3 separate regions of the Mus musculus genome follow, and all the other regions are linked to region 2. A link is a contact called in public promoter capture Hi-C data. All regions are on one chromosome and are shown on one strand. Each heading gives the region's core, a stretch centred on a gene start, on an enhancer-like site or on the middle of the called end of the contact. The rest is flanking DNA. Distances are from core to core; before and after follow the strand shown.

Region 1 (4,227 bases), core at 742-3,241, 120 kb before region 2:
CCTTTGTCAGGATTCAGTTTGTTCAATCAACCTATGCCAAGGCCAACACTGAATCTCAAGCCTCTTGCATCTTATTTTCCCTGCTAGTATTCTAGGAGTAAATATATTCAGTGCTTACCATGTACATATAATATAAAAGAAAGCCATAGGGAAGCAATTGTTTTCATTATTTATTACATGTATTCATTCAGTACGTGTGTACGCATACATGTGACTGGGTGTACATTGCCCAGGCATGTGTGTGCAGGTCATGTGACACTTGCAGTCGGTCTCTCCTCCTACATGGCCATCCCATGGCTCAAACTCAGCTGATCAGGCAAGCACTCAAGGAGCCATCTCGGGGAATTTTTAAAAAGACACATACAAACGGTTCTTCTCATTTGCCTCTTCATAATAAATATTGCCCATCAGTTATATAATTCAGTTAAGAAAAAGCAGGAAAATGTCAAGAATAAGCTAGAATAACAGAGCTTTACAAGGGGAAGAGGAAAAGGAAGGAGTGCTATGAACAGATTTCTTTGTTTTGTCTGATGTATCCCAGGCTGCCCTCAGAGTCACTGTATAGTTGAAGGTGAACTTGAACTCCTGTTCTTCCTGCCTCCATGCCCCCAAGTGGTTGGATCAAAGGTATGCCCCATTGTAGACTGAATATGTCATAGAAAAAAATCATAGCGAATTCCTATCCCCAAATTTGAAAGAACTAGGATGCGAACGCTTAGGGGAATGATTCACTCAGCACCACCAGTGGGCCCTCACCAGACCCTATCAACTGGCAACTTGATTTCAGTCTCAAACTGTTGGCCTCTGCAACTATGATAAGCACGTACCTGCTGAATAAGCTACCAACTCTATGGTATTTCCTCTCTAGCAGCCTGAACTAAGATAGAGAAAATTTAAAAAACTTCCAACATCACATCCTTATACAAACAAGCCACAGAAGCTTGACCAAATGTCCATAGGGCAATCTACCTCTATTTCCACTGATCCCATCTGATCTTCTTTTGGGATAAAGCTGTCAAATATTCAATACCATGATGAAACCCTCATCTAAAACCCACAAGTATGGATGATAGTTCCATGTTTTTCTGGATGAAATGATGCTAAAAAAGTCTATCCTTTATAATGATTAAGCAGGCTCTTTGTCCAATTGATTATACCCTCTAGTTCTCTTCCCATTTCTTCTTCTAGCTCCCAACTTCCTACTCTTAACTTCTGGGACAGAATTAAAAGTGACAGGCCTCCTTGGTTTGTTGTGATATATATGTGGGTCACCACGGAACATGAAACACACACAGGTATCTAGCCAAGGTTTTACATTTAATTGTACATTCATTTCTATAATGAGATCATATATAATTTGAGATGATCACATCTGTGTTAGAAACTTTCAAATCTGCATTTAAAGCAATCTAAAGGCAAGTGTGGTGGTATATAGCAGTGAACCACACCCTTGGGATACAGAGGGAGGAAGATCAGGAGTTCAAAGTTATCTTTAAGCTACACAGTGGGTTCAAGGCCAGCTTGATGTACATAAAACACTGGCTCCAAAACAAACAACTACACAATGAGACAGCTCAATGGACAAAGGTGCTTGGTGCCAGGCCTGACAACTTGTCTTTGACCCTTGAAATCTACAAGGTAAAAGTAGAAAACTGACTCCAGCCAGTTAGCTTCTTTTTCACACATGCATGCCATAAAATGCATCCTTGCCTTCTCCCGAAATTAACTAATAAAAAGTTTCCAAAAGTCTAATTTCAAATTGCCTAGAAAACAGTTTCAATCAAAAGTTTAATATTGCATATAAAAAAGTGCTATTTTCCTCCCTTAGTATTTCCTAACTAATGTCAGTCTTCCAAGCTCGCTTTATTTTTCCTTCATTTCTTTTATGAAACAGCATTGGTGTTTGGTTAAAGGTGGTGTAATATAGACCTTAAGCACAGTGCTAAGAGGAAAAGAGGCACTCGGAACAAATCACACAATCTGGAGCACGGGTGTGGGCTTCTCAAGGAATGGTCGCCTCCTAGATGCTTATGAATCCCTCAGTGTGCAAACACACAGTTGGCTCCATCCTCTGAGACTCCTCGGCAACTATCTCAGTAAGTAACTAGCAGTTTCAATTAATAGCCTCACTGCCCTGAAACACCCTGTCCTGTATACATATACATATTAGATTTACATGCTTTTTATTTGCTTCCTCTTCCTGTTTCATATTCCTTTCCTTCGTTTTGAAATTCATTGTTACCCTTCTTTGTAACTTATTATGATTATTATATAGTATTTTATCTTTTTATCCTCACTGGTTTTGAAACAGAGTTTTGCTTCACAGCCCTAGGTGATCTAGAATATGTGATGTAAGGCAGGTTGGCTCCTAACTTGAGGCAATCTTCCTGCCCCAGCACTGGAACCAGAGGCCTATGCCATCAAAGCCAGCACGATTTGTTATTTGTCACAGAAATCTTTTAAGGATTATGGATGTAGAACACAATTTTCCTTTTAGGAAGTAGCATTATCATGTAGTGCTCTGCAACTGCCATGCACTAAGGACAATGCTAGTCTCTACCCGGGGACATTTACACCAAAGACCTGACACCTAAAGGTGAGAGTCTTAAGTTTTTTGCGTTTTGTGTGACCTGATAGAATAGTTAAATCTGTAATGGAAGCAGCTAAAAATCTGATAATTTATCTTAACAAGTTCAATATTTTAGATTAAAAAGGAGATATGCAAATAGTTTATAGATAATTTTAAGCACTTGCAATTTTTTATTTTTCAGGGTAGGAGGGGGAAAGATCTCTTTTTGATGTCAAAAACACAGTGGGGAGTCAACAAACCATCCTGGCAATATCTACCCATTTATATTAATACAAAGACTCAGCAGAAAGAGTGAGCAAGGGTGAAAGGAAGCTCAGTATATGAATAAATATGATCTAAAAAATTTAAATATATAACATCTCATCTTTAAGAGAAGTCTGCTGGCCATCTCATCAGATTTATATATAGGAGCCACGGACATATAGCTTTTCAGTCAATTATCTTATGTGGCTACCTTTGCCAATGGAACAAGGCCCTGGGCTGGACCTCGCTGCAGGAGTAACTTACCCACGGCATTATAGAGAGGCTCTCCGGTGACCTTGTCCCAGACTACTGTGGTTTCCCTCTGGTTGCTGACACCAATGGCTTTAAAGCAGAAAGAAGGAAAAAATTAAACATGTCGACTATTACTTCAGAATAAAAGCAACAACTAAACGATTTTTTAAACCTGCAATTTTCTGAAATAGGCCCTCACTATGTAGCCTACAGCTCTCTATGTAGTAGACAGAATGGCCTTAAATTAACAGAGACCCCACCACCCCACCACCTCTGTCTCCAAAATGCTGAATAAAAGGCATATATTACCACACCCAGCCTTCCATTTGAAATATTTTTGGTTCATTTTCCTCAATTGCCCCTGGATGAAGTTAACATGCAATGTAAAAGTTTTTAATTGTACAGGATCTTTCTATTTCACTACAAGCGCATAATGACGATCCATATCATTGAGGAAAGGCCCCCAGATTTTCTCAAGGGATGTAATAACTTCACAAGCTTAAGAGGAGCATTCGGTTACTGTGTTGAGCAGCAATAAACTCATTAATTTGTTTAGTTTTTTTTTTAAAGATTTATTTTATTTATATGAGTACACTGTAGCTGTCTTCAGACACACCAGAAGAGGGCATCAGATCCCATTACAGATGGTTGTGAGCCACCATGTGGTTGCTGGGAATTGAACTCAGGACCTCTGGAAGAACAGCCCATGCTCTTAACGGCTGAGCCATCTCTCCAGCCCTGTTTAGTTCTTTTTATGTGAAATTTCCCTTCCTATGGGTATACATATGTGCATATCTGCATTTTAAGAAAATAACCACAGCCAGGCAGGATAGTAAGAATGCATGCCCGTAATCCCAGTGTTTGGGAGGCAGAGTGAGGAAGGAGACCAGGAGTCAAGGTCAGTTGGGGCTACATAGTTCAAGCGCTGTGAGGCACTTTCTGTAAAAGCAAAGTAAAACAAAACAAAAAAAGAGGCCAGTAAGATGATGGCTCAACAGGTAAAGGTGCTTGCCATGTGAGACTGACTTGAACTTGATTCTTGTAATCCACGCAGATGCAAAGAGAACTACAAAGACTCCCCAAAGCTGTCCTCTGACCTGCATACAGACGCCATGACATATACAAAACCCCACCCCCAAGAC
Region 2 (4,242 bases), core at 1,541-4,040:
CTTCAGCTCTATAAGAGTTTGAAGGAGTCCTGAATTTTATGACACTCTATCCTACAAGAAGCTGCTCTTGGTTACTTGGGAGGTGAAAGTGAGGAGGATCAGGAGTTTCAGATCAGCCTTGAGCTTTGACTAACTACATAGTGAGTTCAAAGCCACCCTGGAGTGTGGGAGACCCTGTCTCAATGAAGAGAGTTGGTTGAGCACAGTTAAAGAGAAGGGTAAAAGGCAGGAGTGTATATGTATGTATATATATATATATATATATATATATATATATATATATATATATATATTCAAAAAGAAGATATATCTAATCTTTGGAGTGGATACTCCAGAAGGTGACAATAGCTAAGCGTACCTCATACCTAGCATTCAGGAGACTGTCAGGAGGATTGCTGTGACTTTGGGGTCATGCTGGGCTACAGAGTGAGCTCCAGGACAGTCTGTTTCAAATTTGCTTAAAATAGCAAATAAAGCAAATTCCAGCCATAATGGGTGCCTCTGGGAAAGCAGAACTGTGAGATAGAAGGGGGAGAAAGGTTCAGTTTCTTTACATCTTTTTTGTACAATTTGCAGACATTTTTATTACATACATGTCTTAGTTTTTTTCAGATGCTGAGATAAAACACCTTGATCAAAAGTGACCTGTGGAAAAGTTTGTTTGGACTTATGGTTTTGAAGGGATGAGAATTCATCACAGTGTAAGGAGGTATGGCAGCAGACAGGCGTGGCAGCAGGAGGAAGCTAAGAGGTCATATCTCCAACCACAAGCCCAAAGCAGAGAAAGCAAGTTGAACAGGAAATGAGATCGCACTTGCTCTTTAAAATTTTTTGTTTTATTTATTTAGTCACTTTACATCCCAGTCGTGCCCCTCAGTCCCACCCTTGGGTAACATCTAGTCACAAGTCCTGGTCTAGTCTGAGGATTGAACTTAGAACCTCACAAATGCTAGGCAAACATGGTACCACTGAGGTATGCCTCCATCCATTTTTATTTTAATTTTTATAGTCGACCTTAAACTGTCTTCTGGCTCAACGTCCTACATGCTGCTGTTACAGGCATGAGCCACCACTCTAGAGGCATTTGCGCTTTGATTTAAAGACAGAATCCTGCTATATAGACCACGGTCACCTCAAACTCACGGTAATCCTTCTGCCTCAGCTTTCTGGATGGTAAGATTATCATGTGAGTCATCATTATGAGTTTTGTAGTGTGTATTTGAGTAAAACAATGACTTTTCTGGACACAATGCCTGTACCCCCAGCTCCAGAAGGATGAGACAAGAGCCCTGTTGTGAGTTTGAGATTAGCCCAGGACACATAGTTACTTTTACATAACTATATAAAATTTTTCTATAGAGTGGGATTCTTTCTCAAAAAGAAAACAGAAATTGGGTAAATACTGAAGAGGGTAAAAATACTTACTGTAAAACCATGGGCATGGACTTTGCAACAGCAGCTGTAGTCTGCTGCCGTAAGGAGTGGTAACAGGAAGATTGCTGGAGCTTTCTGCTGCCAGCCCACCTCCAAGACCAAACAGTGAGAGGCCCCTCCTCAAGGGAATAAGGCAGAGAGTGATAGAACAGGACACATGACTTTGTCCTTTGGCACACCTGCACACATATGCATACAAACACACACTTGGACACACATACAGATACACACACACACACACACACACACACACACACACACCTCTGAAACATACAAAATATACATAGGACCTAAGGGATAACTTGGTCAAATAGAATTATCTTTTATTGGGTACTATGTGGCATTGTCAGTTTAGCTCTTATGGGCCCCACCAAGCAGAGTTCTTGGTGTTAGATGAGAGCCACTGTAGGCTATCAACATCATTGTGGTTGAGCTTCAATTAGGCTGAAGTTAAGCAGTGTTTTCGCCCTGGAAGTGCTGTGAATCTCTTGATCACAGTTAAATTCTTGATGTGCTACCAAAGCACACAGAGATCTATCCTTAGGTCTGCTTTCATGCCTGTACTAAAGCTGAACTTACCCTTGGGCCTTGAGTGGGCCAAGTCAGGTTATGTGTCACATGTAGGAATCATCAACTGCATCTGCGTAATGTTCCATGAAATCATGCTGGAGGTCACTGCAAACTCACACAGAAAGTCAATTGCTGGTCTCTGAGTTCTTGTTTGTAGTAAGCGTACCACTGAGCAGCACTCATGTTCTTTATATTCTTTAAAGTATTATTATTATGTTGTTGTTGTTTGAGGCAGGGTCTCATTTTGAAGCCCTGACTGATCTGGAACTTCATAAGGAGATAAGGTTGGCCTGGAATTTGTGATCTAGGAAGATCATCTCCTCCTCTGCCTCTGGAGTGCTGGGGTTCTCTACAGCCCTTTACTCCTTTTTCGGCAGACTAGTTTCAAACTCTTGTCAATTCCTTGCCTCAGCCCACTCATGGACTTGGATTAAAGACATAAGCTACTATGCCCAGCTAACATTACCAACAATGAGAAACAATGCTTTGAAAATTATAGATTATTAATAATCAGGATAGAGAGTTTTTAAAAGTCATGTATGCATGTTGCTCTCATGTGGAAGAGGTTTACCCGAAGTTTTACTAGTGTAATGTGCGACCATAAACTGTTTTCTTTTTTTTTTTTTTGAAAAAAACACAAGACAGTTTCACAGATAGGTTTCATTTTTCAAAAAAAGAGGAAGAAACACCATTCTGTGGCCCAGTGTGGCTTTGTCAGTTACCTCCTGCCCATTTCCTGGGACTTCCCACTCCTTCTTTAGAACAAACTAGACTTAAGTGAAACAACTCTTGTTCCATAGGATCAGTGATACTAAGAAGGGGGCAGATCTTAGTAGCCTCTTCAGTGAGAGACTTGAGAGCTTTTTGAAAAGAGCCCTGTCTGGCTAGTTCTTCTCTATTAGATCAGTCATTGTGTTGCTGCAGGATCCAAGGAGCAGACTCCGGTGAAGGTAAGGGAGGCACTGGGCTCTTTGGTTCTTTTATCAACTCTTCTCCTTCCTCTTCCCACGCTTTCTTAGCCTTTGATCATTAGAACTCAAGCCTACGCCTACGTCATCAGAAAGGATTTCTTAGCTTACTAAATTAGAGTGACTAGGAACTTGATCAAATGTTTAGTGAGGCTAGACAGTTAAGTAATAAAAATTAAGCTAAACACGTCCTTCCCTGACATCCTTATGTCATTTTGGGTAGTTCTAAAAACAGTGTTCTGGTTTATTTTACTGTTGTTGCTGCTATTGCTTGCTTTTGAGCACTGACTCTTGAACTCTGGGCCTTGTACATACTAGGCAAACAGTTAGAGTTAAAATTTTATTTTCTAAAAAACAAGCTCATTAACATCTGGCCAGATAGACCAGATAGAGCTTGAAATTTTAATCTCCTGAATAGTTGGCACTATAAGTTTAAGGTCCAGCTTAAAATGTTATTTCTAATTTATTTATTTATTTATTTATTCACTTATTCATTTATTCATTTATTTTCTTTGCTCTAAGATCTCACTCTGTAGCCTAGACTGATTTGCCTCAGCCCTTTACTGTTGGGATTTCAGGTGTGATCTACCATGCCTGCTAAGTAACACAATTTTAAGATACAGGTCTGCAATGAAGCTTGAAGTTCTATGAGTAGAATAACAGTAAGAGATTTTATTTGTAAAGTCTGCTAGATGTATAATACATACTGAAAGGTTGGATTCATGTAGTCAGTTCCTCAAAATAACTCACAATTTGTGTTTGTTTGTTTCAAAGGTAGGGTTTTACTGTGTAGCTCCAGCTGATCCAAAACTCGCTATGTAGACCAGGCTAGCATTGAATTCATGGAAGTCTTCCTAGCTCAGTCTCTTATGTGCTGAAATTATAGGTACAGGCCACTAGGCAGAGTATAATCTATTCTGTTTTAATTGGAAAATTTGACTGATTTGGTCAAACATCTTTCAAATTACTTTAATCAATTAATTTTTAAAAGTTGGAAGCCGGAGGACAAATTTATTAGTGTTGAAAAGCAAAGACCTTAGGGCAGGCAAACTGCAAATCTCAGCAGCTGACCGAAGGAGGAAGAAGGACAGGAGGAATAGATTGTCACGCCATGTGATTTAAGCATGTTCAGAGGCATGCCTAGACCATGGGTAGGAAAGAAGAGAAGGAAACATTATGTTTTTCTGAGTAATTCAGAAAAGCAGGCAACTTAGCCAAACTCTGTGGCCGTGGCTCTGTGACTGCATCTTTTTTTTTTTTTTTTTTTTTT
Region 3 (4,197 bases), core at 898-3,397, 73 kb before region 2:
TTAATACAGAATCATAGGATAGAACCATGGAAGCATTTTGGGAAAGAACCTGATGAAATATTTATTCCTTATTCCAAACAGCAATTAAATTGGTCATTGCAGAATACTGATATTTGCCCTACTGTATGTGCAATCTTTTAAGGCAAAATTAATAATTATTATCCAAAAAACAAGTTGTTATAATTTGCCTCTATCTATCCATGCTTTTGTATTTTCTGTAAATTTATGCAGGCAGCCCATAGAGAATGTGCTTACTATATTTACAGATGGTTCATCTAATGGGGAGGCAGCATATGTAATTGGATCACATGTTCATGGTTCATGTAATAGATCACATGGGGTGAATCCCCCCATCCTGCATCAGCACAAATAATTGAATTACATGTTGTAGCCATTGTTTTTGAAATGCTAAAAATTCAAGCTTTTAATTTGTATACTGATAGCCAGTATATATAGCTCATGGTTTACAACTGCTTGAAACTGTTCCTTTTTTAGATTCTGCTAATTCTCAAATTTTGCAGTTATTTATGCAAATATGACTCAATTTAAGAGATCACACTATTCTTTAAGGTCAGTATTTCCATCTTGGTCAAGCTTCAAGAATGGCTTATGTAGCTTGATCATATTAACCCTTCTTGTCCTGGGAATACTTTTATTCCTGCCTAGTGTGATAAAACTTTCCTTTAACAACAACATGGTGGTGGCCAAAATGCATGGCTTGAAACTAAAAATGGATCCCCAGACAGAGTCATTAATTTAACAGGCTGGCAGTTAATGCCGATAAGATTCTGCACTGAGTCTTACCAACCTGAAATGCATTGCTCTTGATAATGCATTTCAGTGACAGGTAAGGAAGGCATTCTTGTCAGAATAACCTAAGAAATATGCAGTCTTATGTATGAAATTAAAAAGGGGGTGATGTGGAGAGCTCTTGGGGCTACTTCTAGAAATTTGGCAAGAATTAGACATTGGGCCAGAACATGGAAGTAGGCTCACGCAGGAATTTGACATTGGGCTAGGAAAGGGATGTAGGCTCGAGATCTTGGTCATCTTGATAAGTACCTGAATATCATGGGACATTGTTTATTGCCTTGTTTGTTTCTTGACCTTGAACTGACCTTATTCTTTCCATGTACTTAGAATAGTATAAAAGCAGACTGCAGAAAAATAAGCTTGCTTCAGCCTCAGCACTGGCTGGAGTCATATTATAGTGTCGTCTAATTGTCATTTTCTTTTAAGTCCTCACTCCCTCTCTTGGACACTGTTTGGCTGACTGAGTTGGCTTTGGCAGGGGCTCATGAAGCTCTATCCTTAGTCTAGGATCTATTGGAAATTGATAGCTGCTGTGGGAAAAGAAATCATTGTTTCTGTCATGGGTATGGATACTCATAGGCTACCTATATTGTATAGCACCACACCCGTGTACATGGAAGCAGCTCTAATTGGAGTGTGTGTGAGTGTGTATATGTATATGTGTGTTTATGTGTGTGTGTGTGTGTGTGTGTTTAAAGACATGAATATGAGAAGGGGAAGAAGGAAATATGTCTGGAAGGAGTAGAAGGAGGAATCAGGTATGAAATTTCCAATTTGAAAAAAAAATTCTAAAGTATTTGTTATTGCCAAGCATTCAAGGAAGGTAGGAATCAGGCAATGGGGGAAGCATGCATATTACAAAGTTGGATATGAATGACATATTGGTGCTTCTCAATTTGGCTGTGAACCCTAAAAGGTTCCATATAATGTCCATATAATAAAGCATATTTTTTAAAACTACAGTATATTGTTTATTGATTTAGAGGTCTCATTCTCCTTCATCTAACTGCTCCTTAGAAAGTATTTATTTTATGCTTAGAATATATGTGATGTTATTACATAGTTGTATTTAAGTATGATTATTAATTTAACATTTTTAAAAGCTGAGGCAATTTCAAATATTTTATATGTTATTAACACAAAATGAACTCGCTAATTTATGCAGAACAGATTTTCCCCCCTTTTTAAAGAGAAATTCCAGGGTTAATCCCTGAGTTGGGAATCTAGTACAGTTGGTAGAGTGATTGTGTAGTATGCCCTGAGCCATGTCAAACAAGTATAGTAAAGCACATATCAGCTCTTTGGTGGTGAAGGCAGTAGGCTCAAAAGTTCAAGATCATCATTCTATAGAGAGGAAGCAACTGCGCTGGGTTAAAGAAGAACCCATCTTTAAAGAAATTGGGCTGGAGAAATGACTCAATCGATAAAGGTGCTTGACACCAAGCCTGATGATTTGAGTTCAGTGCCTTTTTTTGATCCCCAAAGACAGGAGAGAACCAACTGCTGAAGATTGTCCTCTGACCTCTGCAGACACACCATAGAACATGCAGCACTCCCTCACACATGCACATATACATATACAACAAATGAATTGTACAAAAATCCCCTTCCAAATCCATGCTAGTCAGGACAAATTCAAGTACCTTTTCAGTTTAAATGTACTTAGGTTTTCTCTGACCTCCATGGCCTTTCCCCTAATTGCTGATTAATGACATTACAACTGACGAATGGAAATTTTTGTCATATTCAGTTTATATCTGGCTGCTGGGAAATGAAGGTGATGTCACAATCATTGGTTTGAAGTTAAGCAACATCCTAAGAGGAACCTGGTTAAAGGGGAAATAACTTCTATCTGTAAATGGATGTGTGCACAGTGTAGAAACCCTTAAGTTTGTGTCTCATCTCCTGACTCCTTTTCTTCTGGATGGGGTAATGTGGTAACTTCCTATTGAAGACTTGCTTTGATACTTCTTGTGTTACTATAGTCTGCATATTCAGTTGGTTACAGAGTGCGTATTTCTGAAATCCCTGGGAATCTCCAGTCTATCAATCTCACACTGAAAATTGATACTTAGATCCACATGTCTGCCTAAAAGACTGACCATTTTGAATTTGAGATACATAGCTCTATGGTAATAAAGATACAAGACCATCTCAAATAAGTGCTTGGTGCCTTTTGTTTCATACCTTGCTGAAGCATTCTGTGCAGAATACTTTTTCCTTCTGTAGTAATTATTGTTTGTGAGTCTTCTATCAAATACAATAAAATTTGGAAGATAGTCATAGTGGTTCCCACCTGTAATTCCACCATGTAGGACGCCAATGCAGGAAGATTGCCATGGGTTTGAGCCCAGTTCATTCTTCATTGTGAATTCCAGACCAGCCAGGGTTGCAGTGTACAACAAAAGAAAACAAACTTATAAGATCTATCAGGCTGGAGAGATGGTCCAGTGTCCAAGAGCACTGGCTGCTCTTTCACAGGAGAGGAGTTTGTTTTCCAGTACTCACATTGAGTGGCTCACAACTTCCTGGAACTCCAGCTCCAGGGGAACCGATGCCCTCTTACACATGTACTCACATACATATGCATATGTGCATACATGTACACATAAATAAAAATTTCTTTAATAAAGAAAATCTATGATATGGATTATACTCAGCAAATTATTCTCATTCTCTTCACATTTGCCTGTCATTTGTGTTATAATTATGTTTTTCTAAAGTGTAGGCTACAATAAAACCCTGTCTCAAAAAAAAAAAAAAAAACAGAAAAACAAAAACAAAACCAACCAAACAAAAAACAAAAGTAAATCCAGAAGTAAAGAAGCTGTGAATAGGGAACGAGGGGGAGGAATGAAGAGACAGAGAACTGGAAGCTGAGATTTTAGAACTCACAAGGCTGTAGGGTACCTGCTTTGCATATGTGAGCCCCTGAATTCAATCCCCAGCAACAAAACAAAACCAAAAAGTATCACAAACTGATGGTTTTCTTAAATACACCTTGCTCTTTGACCTTTGCTCAAAGACCCCTCCTCTTTTATCAGTATTTAATACTTCCTGTGGAAGGTAATCTTTTATATATCAGTCATGGTAGCTTACAGTGTGTTTATACCTCCAGAAATCTGAGACTTTGCTCAGTTTCCACTCACTCCAGTTCCACGCTTATCCTGGTGACCGAGTTTGTCCAATGGGACAGTTGTTGATAGGATATGAGCAGAGGTTTCAAGTGAGCTTCTTATTGAGGGTGGGGTTCAGTACTCAGCAAATATGAGGCTCTGAATTTGGTCCACAGCACTACAGACAAAAGAGCTCTGGAGATTAGTGGGAAGAGGAAAGAAAGGGTAATGGGGACAGAATATGATAAAAATACTATATGTACATGTA

What was found. Promoter capture Hi-C pulls out the DNA fragments that hold promoters and counts their contacts.
Region 1: a promoter capture Hi-C map of macrophages shows a contact between it and region 2, with 5 read pairs. The contact joins the enhancer-like site here to the promoter of 5430427O19Rik in region 2. A contact is called at or near these places in 6 of 39 promoter capture datasets (the C10 cell line, the HPC-7 cell line, hippocampal neurons and 3 more), 1 of 15 datasets of contacts at CTCF or cohesin (pro-B cells), 4 of 484 Hi-C or Micro-C datasets (CD8 T cells, the CH12 cell line, bone marrow-derived dendritic cells and 1 more), 7 of 115 datasets of contacts at active chromatin or transcription factors (the 230-238 cell line, CD8 T cells, the HPC-7 cell line and 4 more) and 2 of 9 other capture datasets (adipose tissue and liver).
Region 3: a contact with region 2 is called in a promoter capture Hi-C map of macrophages, with 8 read pairs. The contact joins the enhancer-like site here to the promoter of 5430427O19Rik in region 2. A contact is called at or near these places in 8 of 39 promoter capture datasets (the C10 cell line, the HPC-7 cell line, embryonic stem cells and 4 more), 18 of 484 Hi-C or Micro-C datasets (the C10 cell line, the G1E-ER4 cell line, the HPC-7 cell line and 10 more), 8 of 115 datasets of contacts at active chromatin or transcription factors (the 230-238 cell line, the HPC-7 cell line, acute myeloid leukemia and 4 more) and 2 of 9 other capture datasets (bone marrow-derived macrophages and macrophages).

What each region holds. Positions count from the first base shown.
Region 1 is chrX:85,751,235-85,755,461 of GRCm38.p6, forward strand. It overlaps Gk (glycerol kinase), which reads right to left. Exons shown (of 21, transcript NM_001294140.1): 4 at 3,098-3,175. Among named protein-coding and RNA genes, the nearest start is that of Gk, 23 kb to the right of the region's middle. Within about 2 kb of position 1,992, at least 1 of the 459 cell types and tissues checked has an H3K27ac peak or open chromatin away from gene starts, as enhancers often do.
Region 2 is chrX:85,867,483-85,871,724 of GRCm38.p6, forward strand. 5430427O19Rik (RIKEN cDNA 5430427O19 gene) reads left to right here and starts at 2,791. Exons shown (of 2, transcript NM_001163539.1): 1 at 2,791-2,954.
Region 3 is chrX:85,795,019-85,799,215 of GRCm38.p6, forward strand. It overlaps a transcript of 5430427O19Rik not described here. Among named protein-coding and RNA genes, the nearest start is that of Gk, 20 kb to the left of the region's middle. Within about 2 kb of position 2,148, at least 33 of the 459 cell types and tissues checked have an H3K27ac peak or open chromatin away from gene starts, as enhancers often do. A contact at or near this core is called in bone marrow-derived macrophages and macrophages, where this site is marked.